Linked DNA regions of Mus musculus: regions 2, 3 and 4 are each linked to region 1. The links are chromatin contacts, called in public HiChIP or PLAC-seq and promoter capture Hi-C maps. All regions are on one chromosome and are shown on one strand. Each heading gives the region's core, a stretch centred on a gene start, on an enhancer-like site or on the middle of the called end of the contact. The rest is flanking DNA. Distances are from core to core; before and after follow the strand shown. Region 1 holds the start of Btnl10 (butyrophilin-like 10). Region 2 holds the start of Larp1 (La ribonucleoprotein domain family, member 1). Region 3 holds the start of Cnot8 (CCR4-NOT transcription complex, subunit 8). Region 4 overlaps Gm51898 (a long non-coding RNA gene).

Region 1 (3,739 bases), core at 527-3,026:
TCTGTGCCTGGCTCATCTTACTTAACATAAAAAATCTCCAGTTCTGTGCATCTTGTTACTAATGATAGGTTTCGCTCTGTTCTGGTTGCAGAGTCCTGCTGCCTAGCTTTTCACCCTCCAGTGCTGTGGGTTTATTTAATTTCTCTTAGCTATCAAGAATAGGGCTGGCCAGGTAGTGGTGGCATATACCTTTAATCCCAGCGCTCGGGAGGCAGAGGCAGGAGGATCTCTGTGAGTTCGAGACCAGCCTGATCTGCAGAGTGAGTTCCAGGACAGGTAGGACTATTGCACAGAGAGACCCTGTCTCAAAAAGAAAAACAAAACAAACAAACAAACAAAAAAATGAAAACCCTAGGGTGGCAGTGCATTCGGAGTGCATCCATCATTTTTACATACTGGTATAATTTCCTTTGAGTGCATTCCCTGTGGTGGGACGCTTCATGGGGTAGTGTTTTTTCTAATTTTTTGAGGAATCTCAGTGATAAGTTATTTCTCTGCCACTGAAATGAGCCAATTTAAACCAGATTAGATTCTATTAAAGGCAGGTTTATTGGGAAGCTGCTCTCAGGTGGGCAAGTTCACTGGCCCCAAGGATTGAGGCTAGGGAAGTCGCCATGGAAAAGGGATGGAGGGGAGAGAGAGAGAAGAGGAGAAGAAGAGACCAAAATGTCTGGATTATATAGGGAGGAGCCTCTGGGGCAAGGACAGCCCAGCCTCTGGGCAGGAAAGTTTAAGGTGGGGGCAGGGTATGCCAGGTAGGGACTAAGGGATGCAGGGAGAACCTGGAGGGCAGGGCTGCTTTGATGTGTAAAGTATGCACCTCAGTCCCTTGTCCCCGTCTGAAACCAAACACTCAGGCTGCTGAGGGCTTTCTCTAGATAGTGTAAGTCCTCCGTTCTGACTCACAGGATCGGGGAGATGAGTTGCAGGGGGCACTGCTGCCTAGCTAACATAACTCATGGTTTCATGTGGCGCCCCCTGGTGTTTGTTTACCAGAAGGTGCACCCCAAGGAGACAAGCAGAAAAGACCTTGGGCCTGGACTTTCTTATTACTGCCTGGCCTAGAGCACCTAAGAGTCCTACACCACCGGGTGTGATGGCTCACACCTTTAATCCCAGTACTCCGGAGGCAGAGGCAGGTGGATCTCTGAGGTCGAGGCCAGCCTGGTCTACAAAGTGAGCTCCAGGACAGCCAGGGCTATACAGAGAAACCCTGTCTCAAAAAAAAAAAAAGAGTCCTACACCATCTGCTGAGTTAAAGTGAGCACTCCGCCCTGCACAGAGCCGAGTGGCCCTCCCTTACCCAAAGTCTCTAGAGACACCAACCCTTTTAAGTCAATAAGAAGGACAACCAGGTCAAATAGAGCCTGGCCCAGTGCCTCACTCAACTGACAGGTGTAAGACTGGCTCCGGTGAAGCTTCCAGGACCTTACGGTGATGGGGCAGAGGGAAGAGATGAGGAAGGGTTTGCCCTGGATTTCTGGACAGGAGTCTCCACAGCCAAAGCCAAAATCCTGTCACTTTCGATACCATGTCACAATGTTCCCAAAGGCAGCGGCACCAACGTGGCTGCTCTCAAAGGTCTCAATAACCAGAGTTTATCTGAACTCCCCAACTCCTACGGCTGGCTAGGATCCCAGCACGAATAATAGATGTCCTCTTCTTTGGGCTCCTGATGTCCCCAAGTTGGCCCAGCTGCCACCCTCCTACAGGCCACCTCCCCTCATCTCCGTGCCTTCCCTTATCCCTCATCCCAGCGTCTTTATCTTATATGCTCAGTACAGCTGGCCATATGCCCCTTAGGGAGGGTTTTTTTTTTTCCTGTCGAAACTGCCCTTACCGAAGGTAAGAGTTAATTATTTTCTGATGGCAGTAACCAGACTCAACAGAAGCTGGTGAGCTTGTCTGTTCTTCAGTTTCTAGGTTCCCCTCTCATATCGCTGGGAGGCGAGGCTTGATCACTTGGCTTGTGCCCTGCCAATCTGAAATTCTCAGGGAACCCAACCAACTCTGACGCTCTCAAAGTCAGCAGAACCTGGAAAGCAGGCAGCCGGCTCAGAGGTAAGTGAGTGTTTTCCTCTTTAATGGCGCGCCTCCATATTTTGGGTTGGATGTCTCCACATGCTCAATGGGCAGGGAGAACCTGTGGCTGCCCTAGTAAGCCAAGATGGAGCCACACAAGAGCCCTTGCCTACAGGACACACTAGATATGAAGGGCAGCCTAAGGCTGTTCCAGGACGGGCTTCTTGGGACTGGCCCCCCAGTTACCAAAACACACTCTCCAAACAGATTGTGCTAACTACCCTAAATTCCTGAGTTTGGGGGGGGGAGGGGTCCTCATCCTGCTGAGGAGAGAGCTGTGTCCTCTAACCCTAGCTGGAGGGTTCTGCTAACTGTCTCAGGGCAGTTAGACAGTGGAGGGTGTCACAGGGTTCTGATGACCCGAGAGTTGCCTACTGGAGCTAGTTTTTCTCCATGTGCCTGCAAAGGGCAGGAGCTTGTGTATAAAGTCACACAGGAGTGGGTGGTGGAGGGAGCCTCACTCACACAGAGGGGCAGCCGCGGGATTCTGCAGGTGGGGTCTGTGCGGAACGACCCTGTTTCTAGGACTAAGAACTCATGTGGTAGGTGAACAAGCAGCTACCTCTCTTAAGCTGTTTCTCCATTCTCCTACTAGATCCCTAGCTTCTCTCTCACCATAACTAATGTGTATCTAATTCTATGTGTCCCCAATAGATATGGCAAGGGCACACCCTGGAGATGCTACTCTGCCAAGCATCTTGGTCAGCTTCATCTTCCTGCAACTCCTGACTTCTGGGAACGGTAGGACGCCCCTCCCTTTCTGACCCTAGGAGCGCCCAGCGTCAGGTTGGGGCTTCCAACAAAGCTGGGGTTTAAGGGAACTCTCAAAGAGGAAAATGGGGGCACAAGGGGAGCCCCTGCCTCCTGCCTGTGACCTAACCTAGTCCTTTCCTTTGCATCTCTAAGGAAAATCAGATTTCCTCGTCCTTGGACCTCCCCACCCACTTCTGGCCATAGTTGGTCAAGACAAAGAGTTGCCCTGCAAACTGTCACTCAACATCAGCGCTGAGGGCATGGAGCTGAGGTGGTACAGGGACAAGCCCTCGTCAGTCGTGCATGTGTACAAGAATGGGGAGGATGTGTATGACGAGCAGATGGTGGAATATAAGGGAAGGACCTCATTCAACGGCAGCCATGTAGCCAGGGGAGAAGCTGCTGTGAAGATCCACAACGTCACCGTGTTTGACAACGGGACTTATCACTGTGTGTTTAAGGAGTACACATCCCACAGCCAGGCCACCCTGTGGCTGAAGGTGGCAGGTGAGGTTTCGTGTGTGTGTGTGTGTGTGTGTGTGTGTGTGTGTGTGTGTGTGTGTGTGTTGGGGGGAGTGTCTTCTACTCCTCAGCTTCTCTCAGTGTCAGCCAGGATTCCAGACCTCGGTCCCCAGAGCCCTGAGTCCTAAGGCTGCAGAGGCTTTGGTGACACCTGCTTCTAGGCAAAGCTGTTTTCCCTGCAAGCTCTGTGTATGGTGTAGTTCCGTCTGCCTTTATGTCACACCCTTGTACCAGAAAGAGAGCACAGATGTGGGGGAGGGGGTCAAGGCATGGGAACAGCTGGGGGAAGTGGAAGGAGAGAGGGAGAAACAGGAAGACAGTGAACAGGAGACAGAAATAAAGTGAAGAAGAGAACAGAGGGAAGTCAGGAGCCCAGAGAGAT
Region 2 (3,739 bases), core at 322-2,821, 910 kb before region 1:
GACCACCTGTTTTCTAATCCTTCTTTTGGAGAGTTCGCCAACCTTCCAGGCTGTTCGGTTCTCAGATTTCTAGATCCAGTCAGTTCCTGACACGTCTCTTATTTCCAGTATTTTGGGATCTGAGTTCAAGGAAACCTTCTCTCAGCAATTAAAGAAGCCAATCTCAGTTAAATTCATGATGTTGTAACCCTCTAATCCCAGCACTAGGGAGGCAGAGACAGGTGGGTCTCTGTGTGTCCGAAGTAAGCCTGGTTGCCTGGTCTACAGAAAGAGAGAGTTCTAGGATAATCAGAGCCCAGAACTAGACAGAAACCAAACCAAACCAAACCAACCAACCAACCAACCAATCAACCAACCAACCAACCAAAAACTCTGCTTGAAAAACAAAAAAATACCCAAACAAACCAAACGGAAAAAACAACCCAAAACAAACAAAAAGCCAATCTTGTCTACTTCATTACAGCACAGTGACTACTGCGCTGTAATGAAGTATTTGTTTCTCCTGTTTACTGTGCCTTCCCCCACCTTACAGTGTAAATTCCGGGAGGACAGGTGCTTGTTAGCCTGGTTTATTGGCAGACCTTTCTAAGAACTTTGCAGGCCCCCAGAGCATAAAGTCAGTAAACATTTATTGAACCAAATGACAGAGAAATTTGAAACCACCTGGCATAAATGGTTCCTTCATTTTACAATAGAGAAATCGAGACCCAGGAAGTGGACCTGACTACTGCTGATAACCCCTAACTAACTGCAATGGGGTCAGGGTTAAGATACAAATCTCAGAGCTTTCTGAGTCCCTCAATTAAGTGTCAGTTCAACTCTACCCTAAACAATTCTATAGAAAAAACACAAGCGACTTGAAAGAAAAGCCATTTCCTGCCTATAAAACACTGGGTTTCGAGGGCCTGCATAGCGTGGGTACTACTGGGAATTCTGTTCTCTTTCCGAGGCGCTCGCTGCCCCTGTGGGGAAAGAACTCCCTTGGACCCATTACCAGTGCTCTGGCCAGGCTGCAGCTGGGCCAAGGTCATCGGAGTGGGGCCAGAAGCCACGCACAGGGGGCGGCCAAAGAACCCCTCTGCATCACTAGCCAAGTCTGGGCTGACATAGTAAAAGACCCCAACGCGGAGCCCCGAGAAACACTTGTCACCAGCGTTAGCAGGCCGGGCCGGCCGCGTGGCCAGGTCCCATGTGCTCCACCTGCGACCGTTCTGGGGCGCTGGCCCTTTAAGGCTCCTCCCCCACCCCCGCCCTCCGAAGTTGCATCAGGCACGTGCTCGCCCCCGTCCACTTGCCGCGCCACAGGAATGGTCTCCAGGGGGCGGGGCCGGGGCGGGACCTTCCGCCCTGCGCGCGCGCGCCCGTCGCCGCGCCGTCCCCGCCCCTCGCGCGCCGCGTCGCGAGGCGCGCGCCCGCCCGCCGCCCGCCGCGGATCGCGTGGTCTGGCTCGGCTCTCCGCGCCGCTCCCCCCCTGGCCGTCCGCACCACTGCAGCCCCCCGAGCCGCCCCGGGCCGGGGGCGGGGGGACGCAGGCGGCGGACCGAGGTCCGCCAGGCCGGCTAGGCGCGCCGGAGCCTTCTGCCCGGCGCGCCACTCAGCGTCAGCCCGTCCGCGCCGCTCCGCGTCCGCGCGGCCCGGGCTCCGGCGCCCCGCCAGCGGCCTCGAGCGGGGCCCGCGGCGCGCCCGGCCCCTCCGCGCAGATGGCCACTCAAGTGGAGCCGCTGCTGCCGGCGGGCGCCCCGCTGCTGCAGGCCGAGGAGCACGGCCTGGCGAGGAAGAAGCCGGCGCCCGACGCCCAGGCCGAGTCGGGCCCGGGTGACGGCGGCGGAGAGCCCGACGGCGGCGTCCGCAGGCCGCGGCCCGCCTGCGCCAGGCCTGGCCGCGACGGCGCGGAGCGCGAGAGCCCGCGGCCACCCGCAGCTGCGGAAGCCCCAGCGGGGAGCGACGGCGAGGACGGCGGCCGGCGTGACTTCGTGGAGGCACCGCCGCCCAAGGTGAACCCGTGGACGAAGCACGCGCCGCCGCCGGCCGCGGTGAACGGACAGCCGCCTCCAGGTGGGTCTGCGCGGCGCGGCACTGGCCCGCGCAGTGACGCGGGCGTTTCCCTCGGAGCGGGGCTACCGGGGCCGCAGCGGTTGGTGGCAACGGCATGCCTCGGGCCTAGCTTGGCGGACTGGGCCGGGCGGGGCCGCTCGTGTGCCCTGTGCTCCCTATGCGTCTCGGCGCCTCGAGAGTGCGTGTTCAGAGAACATGTGTCATGGCTCCGAGCTGGGCCTGGCTTTGAACTTTGCAACTTTGCGCTTCGGGGAGCCGGGTGAAGCGTGGGGAGCGCGGGCCCCTGCGTGCCCGGGAGCCGGTTGCGGCCCGCGGCGACGCGAGGGGCGTGTGTGGCGGCGAGGGAGTGGCCGCGCCGGTGCGGGGCGGGCGGGTGACAGTTGGGCGCCATGCGCCGTGCCAGGACTGTTCGCAGCGCTCGCCGGCCGGAGCTGCGCGCGGGGCTCCCCTCCCCCGCTGAGTCCGGGTGGGAGGTGGCTCGGGAATCCTAGCCGGGCGCGATCGGCGTGGGCATCTAGTGGCGCACCACTCGGGCACAGCCTCCGCTTGGGTACTCCTGGGTGTTTGATAGTGAGCATGGCCCTTGAGTTTGATCGTCGGAGTCCTGGTACTTTTAACTTTAAAAAATGAAAAAAAAAAAAAAAACCAAAACCAAAAACTTGCTATGGAGCTTAGGTGTGGTTGCCTAACCTAAGCTGGGCACCGAGGAAGTCGGAGCTAGCCGCTTTCAGGTTCCAGAGTGCTGGAAAGTGTAGGCCTAGCCCTGGGGGAAACCAGCACGTTGGTTGCCCTTTCGATTTCTCTTAGGGTTGCTTCATAAGGAAGAGGGCACATGGGGTTGGGGGTGTTGTAGTACCAGAGTTTCCCTCTTCTTCTCCTTCCCTTCCCGAATCCTCTTATGCAAGGGGCAGTACTGAAACCTCCATTTTCTTTCATATCCTCGTTTTCCACCCACAGAGTGGAGGAATCAACTTTAAGACGCTCTTTGGTCCTGCCCCTCTTTAAATTCAGAGGTATAATCATCCTCTCGAGCCGCGCTCCTCAGAAGTTTAAATGAGGCTGTTCGCTCAGTTCGCCGCACTTAGCTACTGGTGAACCTGCCTTGTGGGTTTTAAATCAGCTGTGACAATCAGGCAGGATTGGGTGCCTGAGCTGGCATTTTGTGTAAAGCCATGGGCCCTTGATAGCTTGCGTCATTGGAGCTATTGATCGTGGGAAGAAGACAGTTTGGCTGGCATCTCAACTTTTCCTCAGGATAAAGCCAAACTCAATTTAAGTGACCAAAGCACACATTTTAGGTATACTATATCTGTTCTGTTCCAGTGGGGTTTTTTGGTTGTTTTTTGTTTTGGTTTGTTTGTTTTGTTTCTTTTGTAATCTTACCAGTTGGTTTTGATAGAATCTTTGGAGTAGTTTTTTGACAGACTTACCAGAACTAATCCAATAGCTTCTGAATTTAAGCTTGTTAAGACCTTGGTGCTTTTTAAAGTGAATTCTGTGATTGGGTTGTCTGTCTGGCAAGGCTAGGTGGTGGTGGCCTTATTGCCTCAGCCAAAGGGATCGGTAGGTCCCTTTTCAGCTCTGATTTTATCTTCAGCCAGGACATCTTTAAATGAATGTGCCACCAGTGGAGTGGTTGTGTGGTCTTGGGATTTTTATGTTCTGTGATGCATGTGTTTTTGGG
Region 3 (3,739 bases), core at 398-2,897, 810 kb before region 1:
AGGGTATGCCAGGTAGGGACTGAGGGATGCTGGGAGAACCTGGTGGCCAGGTCTGCTTTGGCGTGTAAAATACGCACCTCAGTCCCTTGTCCCAGCATCCAAAACCAAATATTTAGGAATCCAGGCTGCCCATGGAGAGGCACCATTCAGCTCTTAAAAAGATCCATGTTATAACCATGCTTCTCTGTATTTTCAAAACTATGCTTTTCCAGTTGAAGAAATGTGTTCAAACTTTAGTTTCTCTTGTTTGCAGTTTGAAAGCCATTGTTTAAAGTGTAGACACTCCCCTCCAGTCCCTCCAGAAATACAATTAGTGTCTGTGAGAAGCTCTAGGTGAAGGGTGTGTGTGGGGGGGAAGCCAGGTGTTTCCTGTTCAACTCTTTCAGAGCACACCAGGCCTATTGGTGGCAAGAACCCCCCCTCCCCCCAAATTCCATGCTTCTCACATGACTAGCACATGCTAGGTCCACCCTCTCCTGAAGGACTCAACGGCTGCTCCTCACATGACTAGCACATGCTAGGTCCACCCTCTCCTGAATCGAATCACAGAACAGAGCAAGGACATGCACTGAACAGACTGAGGGAAGGCAGTGTCTACCTAGCCTAGACAACCCGAACACCTCAAAAGAGGCCAGCCCTGCAGCTAGTCCCATCAACATTGTTGCAGGGAATCCACCGCAGCTACAGTTACTGACTGCCCAGGCCTGGTTCTTTGTGGTGACGGTTGTGGCTTGGTCTAGGGTTTCATCCTCATCACAGTCTTGTGTCTCTATTTACAGATCCTGGAGAGAAACAACAAAGGCTGGGCTTCAGAAACTGTCCCTGACATCGTTACCCCAGAAGCTGGCTGTGCGATTTCACAGTTTGAAAGGCTAGCTCTCATTTAGTCAGTAAGTCCTATTTTGGGGATTTCTTCTGGAATAAAAGTTTAAAATGAAAAGGGCAAAGTGACTGGGAGACGGGATGTCAGAAGGGGGACACCTGCTGTATGCTTACCTACGGCCCCTAGGAGAGGAAGCACCAGGGGAGGGGAGGCGCTCTTCGGAGGTCTTAGTCTTCTTGCCCCGTGGGAAAGCACGAGGTGGCGATACATCCCAGCATGGCCTCGCTACCAGCGAACCCCCTACTCTCCCTGACTGGCCCCTCTCTCTCTGCACTGACCCACAGTGATACCAGGGACACAGCGGACAGCACAGGCCCCGGAGCAGCGCTGCTTAGGCCGTCCAGGTTCTGGGAGGCAGTGCTCAGCTGACCTCATTCATGACTCGGTTTGGTGGCGCTCTCCCACCCCTACCTAATGGTCATCCAGAAGGGGTTCTGTGAATAGATGGTCAGTGAATGAGGGGTTCAGGTTGCAGTAATCGAGGGTCAGGACACCCCATGTGCCCTGCATCATCACCTACAACCAACAGTCGTAATATGCTCTGATGTTAGGAAGTGGGGCCAGTTCTAGATCCCGTCCTTTCCCGAGGCGCGACTCATGATACTCCAGAACCTAGGCGGGGACCAAGTTTACACTGCTAGACGCCGTTTGAGGCCTCAGGGCAAACCTCGTTTTACGCACGCGCCCTCCGCCAAACCCAACTTTCTCGCTCTGCGCCTGCGCAGGGAGGCGGGGCGTAGGTATCTGAGCGCGCACGGGGGGACGGAGCCGAGACCGGCGGGACCGCGCACGCCTGGAGTGACGCGGAGAGTAGGCGAGTCGGGAGGGCGGACGGGTAGAGTGGTGCAACCTCTTGGTTTGGTGCCCATCGTCGGCCGCTCTGGGCGCCAGGACTCACGTCTCCCTGTCGAGCTGGGTTTCTGGAGCGGATCCGGGGCAAGAGGGAGGAGAGCTCGGGGTCAAGGGCCGCTGCCGCCCGCACTCGGCGGGGCCGCCAGCCAGGGTAAGCAGGTTAGGTTGCTTACGGTAGGAGCAGGAGGCGGAAGTGCCTCCGTGGCGACCCATCCTACACACGGGAACACTGAGGCACAGAGGCTACGGGGCTCTCGGTCCCCGGAGTCCAGCCTGGAGGCCTAAGGAATGGTGGGGGAGGCAAGAGGCCGCTCTGCTTGGCTCTTGGGGTGCTGCAGCTTTGCGTGGCAGGGCCGCCGTCGCGGAGCCAGCAAGCTGGATGGGGTGCCGTCTAAGTCCAGGGCTGTGGCCTGGAACGCTCCAGAGGGGACCTGTTGCCATTTCTTCTAACGGGCCGCTGCTTCCTCCTGCGCCCGTCTTGCACTGCTAAAGCCTTTTGTTTAGTCTTCTGGAACAGGGAAGTGAAGCTGATTGTCTCCCAGACGCTCTGGCGCAAACAAAAGCCGACGACGAGCAGGAGACACTCAGTGGAACTGAGTTCTGCACGGCTAGCAGGGAGAGCGTGGTTTCGTGCGTTCGCACTCCTCGCTCTTCAGAGCCCACCTGGGTGCACAGACACCCTGCTCCCAAGTTTGGATAATCAGGAGCGGTCACAACAGATTGCTTGGCAGCCTAGGGTGTGTGTGTGTGTGTGTCAGTGTTTTTGTGTCTGTGTGTGTGAGAACACAGGGCAGTGTGTGTGTGTGTGTGTGTGTGTGTGTGAGAACCCCTTTCTTTCCCTTTGTAGTTTCAAATGTAGCTTGGTTTGGGGATCGAGTTTTAAAGCCAGCCTGTGAGGCAAACATTGCATGGGATCAAAATTTTCCTTTAAGGGAGAGATCGCACAGCTGTTGATACACTCAACCCTCTCCCCCTCACACTCATAAAAATAAATCTTTAAGGGAGAACGCAGCCTCAACCTCCGAACCTTCCTGAAGAATTTTGAAGGATAATTTTTTTAGGGTTTAATGTTTATTAATGTATGAATTTATAATTAATATCACGAGTGTGTTGGTGGAAAAAATAGGCCGAAAAGGCGTCAACATTCTCAGGGGCTGGAGTTACAGGCATTTGTGAGCCAATTCACATGGGTGCTGGAAACCAAACTCTGGTCTTCTGGAAGAGCAGCAAGTGCTCTCAACTGCTAAGCCATCACTCCAGCCCCATTCTTCTTTAAGCTATTATTATTGTTATTGTTATTATTTATTGTGTGTACACAAGTGCCAAGTTGTCCATGTGGAAGTCATATTTGGGGTTTATGTTCTTTTCTTCTATCAAGTGAGTCTGGGGCTCAAAACTTAAGTTGTTCTCAGCTTGGCAGCAAGTACTGGTTGCATACCTCCAAGCTGCCTCCCTGGTCAGTTTAGTTTGCTTTCTTTCCTTCTAAAAACAGGGTCTCAGCTGGCGATGGTGCTGCACGCCTCTAATCCCAGCACTTGGAGGTTGAAGCAGTTAGATCTCTGAGTCCAAGGCCAGTTTGGTGTGCACAGCCTGGGCTACATAGAAAAACCTGTCTCAAGGGCGCACACCTTTAATCCCAGCACTCAGGAGGCAGAGGCAGGCGGGTTTCTGAGTTCGAGGCCAGCCTGGTCTACAGAGTGAGTTCCAGGACAGCCAGGGCTACACAGAGAAACCCTGTCTCAGAAAAAAAAAAAGAAAAAAAGGAAAAAAAAAAAAAAAGACAGTTGTGAGCTGCCATGTGTGTACTGGGATTTGAACCCAGGTCGCCTGGAAGAACAGTCTTAATCACTGAGCCATCTCTCCAACCCTGTCTCAAAGGACAAAATGGAACAATGAAATAAAAGCAGGGTCTTCTCTGATTGTAGCCCAGACTGGCCTCAAGTTCCTGGGGATTCTCCTTTCTCAGCCTCCCGAGTGTGGGACTGCTATCTTACTTCTCAGTAT
Region 4 (3,739 bases), core at 455-2,954, 690 kb before region 1:
GTATTCACATCACCCCACCCTTCTCTTCCCCCACAAAACTCTTCCTGCATTCCCCCACATGTTTTTAATATTGGATTTTAAAAAAGATTTTATAAAACATATATATGATATAAACATTATATATATATATAGATATAGATATAGATATAGATATAGATACACACACACACAGGGTGGGGGTAGAAGAAAGGGAGGAGGAGAGGGAGAGATTTTTTTAATATTTCACTTGTAACATCAAAAGTGTCAGAACCTGTTTCCACAGCCATGAGGTCCCCCCTGAACAGTGGCCTTCCCTTCTTGCATTGAATCCTAGGGAAAAACTGACACAAAGAAACAGAAGGCAGGAGGCTCAGCTAGTCCAATGTGTACATCTTTGGGTCCACCCTCAGGCGGTACCTCCCTGGAAAAGACTGCTATAATTTAGTATGAACAGGCAGCTCCTTTCAGTATACTGCTCCAAACAGTCTATAGAGAGGACAGTGTGAAAGAATCTGATTGTCTCGGAGCCAGAAGGCTGCTGAGTGACAGACTGGCTTTCACTCGAGAGCTTGGGAAGAAGGTTCTACTACTATCCAGTAACTGATGACGGAGTAGGTATTTCTGCAAAATTGACTGGGAACGCTCAGGCTCAAGAGGTAAACAGCACTCACAAAGCCCCTCTCCATGTCTCAGATACAGCTTTCATGACCTCTGACCCATGCAGGGGTGGGTTTTTCAGTTCTTAGATACCTTGCTTCTGTAAGTAACCCTTTGCCTATGTTCCTGCAACCCCAGTAAATCCACTGGTTCAGTACACAAGACTTGGGTGGGATTGCTACTCTGGGCACCACTATCTGGGATGAACAGACATTTGTCCAGGTCTCCCTAGGAACAGTCACACAACACTGGTTCTCACTCATGGCCATGCAATGAGCATTCACCATGGTAGGGAAGCATAAACGAGCAGTTTGAAGCATAACTGGCTGTAAGAATATAATATTGGAACCCTGCTGCTGCTCAGGCCACAGCACCTGCCGCTGCTCCTTCTCACAGACACTGACAGGCGTCCTGCCAACAGACTCCCAGATGCCAGAGTGTCTGTCTCACATGCTGAAGTGAGGTGGCCTCAAAGCTCACATTTCACCTCCCACCCACTTCCTTGACTTCTGGAAATCAGACATCCTGGCTCCATTCTTGTGCAGTGAAACCTACCAGATCCTCGGAAAGGAATAAGAGACCCCACCCCACCCCCTGCTTCTGCCACCCACATAGGCCCTGATTTCTTCCCAACAGTGTTCCAGCCTTGCTGTTGTCTGTCTGTCCATGGGGTTAATAACTCTTCTTCTTTTTTTTTTCTTCCCCCCTTTGGGGTTTTTCAAGACAGGGTTTCTCTGTATAGCCCTGGCTATCCTGGAACTCACTTTGTAGACCAGGCTGGCCTCGAACTCAGAAATCCACCTGCCTCTGCCTCCCAAGTGCTGGGATTAAAGGCATGCGCCACCACAAACTTTTTACCCTTAACAGTCCATCTCCGTCAATTACTTTCTTGAGTTCCCACCTGAAAACTTTCACTAATAAGGCATAGCATGTTCTCACTGACAGACCCGGGGTGAGCTTTCAAATATCGTGAGCCAGTTCTTCTTTGCAACCACCTTTGTGGGAACTAAAAGGGGACAGGGGAAGAAGGGGGAGGGAGGCTAGCCCACATCCGGCCAGAGTTCCTCCTATGCTCTGGGCAGGCGGACTCGGGTTAATCCTTAACTCAGCAATTCACAAGCTGTGGCTTCTGTATGTTGCACACACGATTTTTCTAAGAGTCCTAGTGTTTTTACTAAGGGTTTGTTTGTTTGTTTGTTTTGGCTTAGTTTTACTAGTATAAGATTTTATGCATTCTCTATCTTCTTTCCGGAGTCTAATTTTTACATATCCAAAGGAGACCAGGACCAACTCTCAAATGTTGTACAAAACTCATTTCATAATTTAAGTAGCTTTTTCCTTTCTTGAGGTCCCATTACTGACTCTGCTTCATTTTCTAAATTTATTTCTAGACATAATTTCTTCCTTCCTTTCTTTCTTCCTTTCTTTCTTTCTTCCTTCCTTCCTTCCTTCCTTTCTTTCTTTCTTTCTTTCTTTCTTTCTTTCTTTCTTTCTTTCTTTCTTTCTTTCTTTCTTAAAGATTTATTTATTATTATATGTAAGTACACTGTAGCTGTCTTCAGACACACCAGAGAAGGGCGTCAGATCTCATTATGGGTGGTTGTGAGCCACCATGTGGTAGCTGGGATGTGAACTCAGGACCTTCGAAAGAGCAGCCAGTGCTCTTAGCTGCTGAGCCATCTCTCCAGCCCTAGACATAATTTCTTCAAACTTTCTTTGCAAGTCAAACATTAATATGAAACTACCATTGTGCAGTTATTACATTGTTCCAAAAATGAGAATGCACAGCCTGCACCTGGGCCACTAGGACTGTGCTGTGCCTCCCCCCCACCCCATGCCTCATAAGAACCATTATATCAAGGAACATCTAGTTTCACAGAATTCACCAGAGCAGGAGAAAAAAATAGGAAAGTCAGATATAATAGAATAATTATGCACACCAAGGCCAATTGAAAAGTAGTCACACACAAATAAAATCTATACAACCATTGTCCAGTGCTAAGGTCAGGAGAAATGGGAACCAACTTTTTACAAATGAGCTGCCTGCGGGCTTCTGAGAGGTCACCATCCAGGCCTGCTGCGGGTAGCTCCTTATTTCTGATGGCAGGTCACCTGTAAGGATGTGTCTCCTATTTCTCAGGGTCCCAGGCACCATACATGTCATGGTATGCAGTCCCCAGCATTTAGGGATTCAGGGTGCTGGGATTCCAATGCTGAATTGGTGTGTGGATTGGCAGTATGGGCAGACAGCTACAAAAAAACATCCCCAGCCTGTGTCTGAAAACAGCCTACAGAAAACCTAGGACAGAGATGGGGAGGAAGCAGGGAGGCATGTACTTGCTCCCCCTAGTGGTAGGATCGGCAACCTGCAGAAGGAACGCTCCGTGACCTTTCTGGGCTCTGCTCATTTTCATCTGGGAAAGCTGATATAAACAATTCCATTTACAGCTGGGTATCTTTCCACACTTGTCTCTCAACAGCACACCTCCCCCAAGTATGGCTGATTAATCATCCCTTTCTCTGACCCCTGGTGGCAGGTGACCTGCGGAGCGTGGAGGAGGAGTGGTTGAATGGAGTCTGTTTAAACAAAACAAAACAAAAACCATTTTGGCCACATTTGAACAACAAAAGGCAAAGTTTAGTAAGAGTGACTCCTAAATACAAAGGTCCATGCCACAGACCTGGCTACCTTTCGAAGAGATTGTAATAATTATTGTTTCTTTATCAATCAAAAGCATGCATGTGTAAATTATCATGTCTTATAAGTATGCTTTGCGAGTGGCTCATTTTTAGGTATTTATAAATAAGTATATACCAAGGCTGGAGAGGTGGCTCAGTGGTTAGGAGCACATACTAGTCTTCCAGAGGACCCAGAAAAAGTAGTTCATAACCAGCACCACAGAATCCAACGCTTTCTTTTGGCCTCCACAGGTATACACACACACACACACACACACACACACACACAGAGAGAGAGAGAGAGAGAGAGAGAGAGAGAGAGAGAGAGAGAGAGAGAGAGAGAGAGAGAGAGAGAGAGAACTTAAAACATCATCATCATCAACAACAACAACAAAAACAGTTTGGCCCAGAAATATGGCTTAGA

What was found. Promoter capture Hi-C pulls out the DNA fragments that hold promoters and counts their contacts. HiChIP or PLAC-seq counts read pairs in DNA pulled down with a chosen protein or histone mark.
Region 2: an H3K27ac HiChIP or PLAC-seq map of large pre-B cells shows a contact between it and region 1, with 7 times the contacts expected there. The contact joins the promoter of Larp1 here to the promoter of Btnl10 in region 1. A contact is called at or near these places in 1 of 484 Hi-C or Micro-C datasets (embryonic stem cells) and 4 of 115 datasets of contacts at active chromatin or transcription factors (astrocytes, large pre-B cells, memory CD8 T cells and 1 more).
Region 3: a contact with region 1 is called in an H3K4me3 HiChIP or PLAC-seq map of embryonic forebrain, with 4 times the contacts expected there. The contact joins the promoter of Cnot8 here to the promoter of Btnl10 in region 1. A contact is called at or near these places in 2 of 39 promoter capture datasets (hippocampal neurons and pre-B cells) and 5 of 115 datasets of contacts at active chromatin or transcription factors (astrocytes, bone marrow-derived macrophages, embryonic forebrain and 2 more).
Region 4: a promoter capture Hi-C map of liver shows a contact between it and region 1, with 3 times the contacts expected there. The contact joins the enhancer-like site here to the promoter of Btnl10 in region 1. A contact is called at or near these places in 5 of 39 promoter capture datasets (cranial neural crest, embryonic stem cells, hippocampal neurons and 1 more), 1 of 15 datasets of contacts at CTCF or cohesin (pro-B cells), 7 of 484 Hi-C or Micro-C datasets (B cells, CD4 T cells, the G1E-ER4 cell line and 3 more) and 3 of 115 datasets of contacts at active chromatin or transcription factors (astrocytes, bone marrow-derived macrophages and embryonic midbrain).

Annotation. Positions count from the first base shown.
Region 1 is chr11:58,916,132-58,919,870 of GRCm38.p6, forward strand. Btnl10 (butyrophilin-like 10) reads left to right here and starts at 1,777. Exons shown (of 6, transcript NM_001363414.1): 1 at 1,777-2,061; 2 at 2,737-2,823; 3 at 2,989-3,342. The coding sequence starts at 2,739.
Region 2 is chr11:58,007,493-58,011,231 of GRCm38.p6, forward strand. Larp1 (La ribonucleoprotein domain family, member 1) reads left to right here and starts at 1,572. Exons shown (of 19, transcript NM_028451.1): 1 at 1,572-2,055. The coding sequence starts at 1,701.
Region 3 is chr11:58,102,323-58,106,061 of GRCm38.p6, forward strand. It overlaps Cnot8 (CCR4-NOT transcription complex, subunit 8), which reads left to right and starts at 1,648. Exons shown (of 7, transcript NM_026949.5): 1 at 1,648-1,886.
Region 4 is chr11:58,222,832-58,226,570 of GRCm38.p6, forward strand. Gm51898 (a long non-coding RNA gene) reads right to left here. Exons shown (of 4, transcript XR_003949689.1): 4 at 2,566-3,213. Among named protein-coding and RNA genes, the nearest start is that of Irgm2, 9.7 kb to the left of the region's middle. Within about 2 kb of position 1,705, at least 106 of the 459 cell types and tissues checked have an H3K27ac peak or open chromatin away from gene starts, as enhancers often do. A contact at or near this core is called in B cells, the G1E-ER4 cell line, bone marrow-derived macrophages and 3 more, where this site is marked.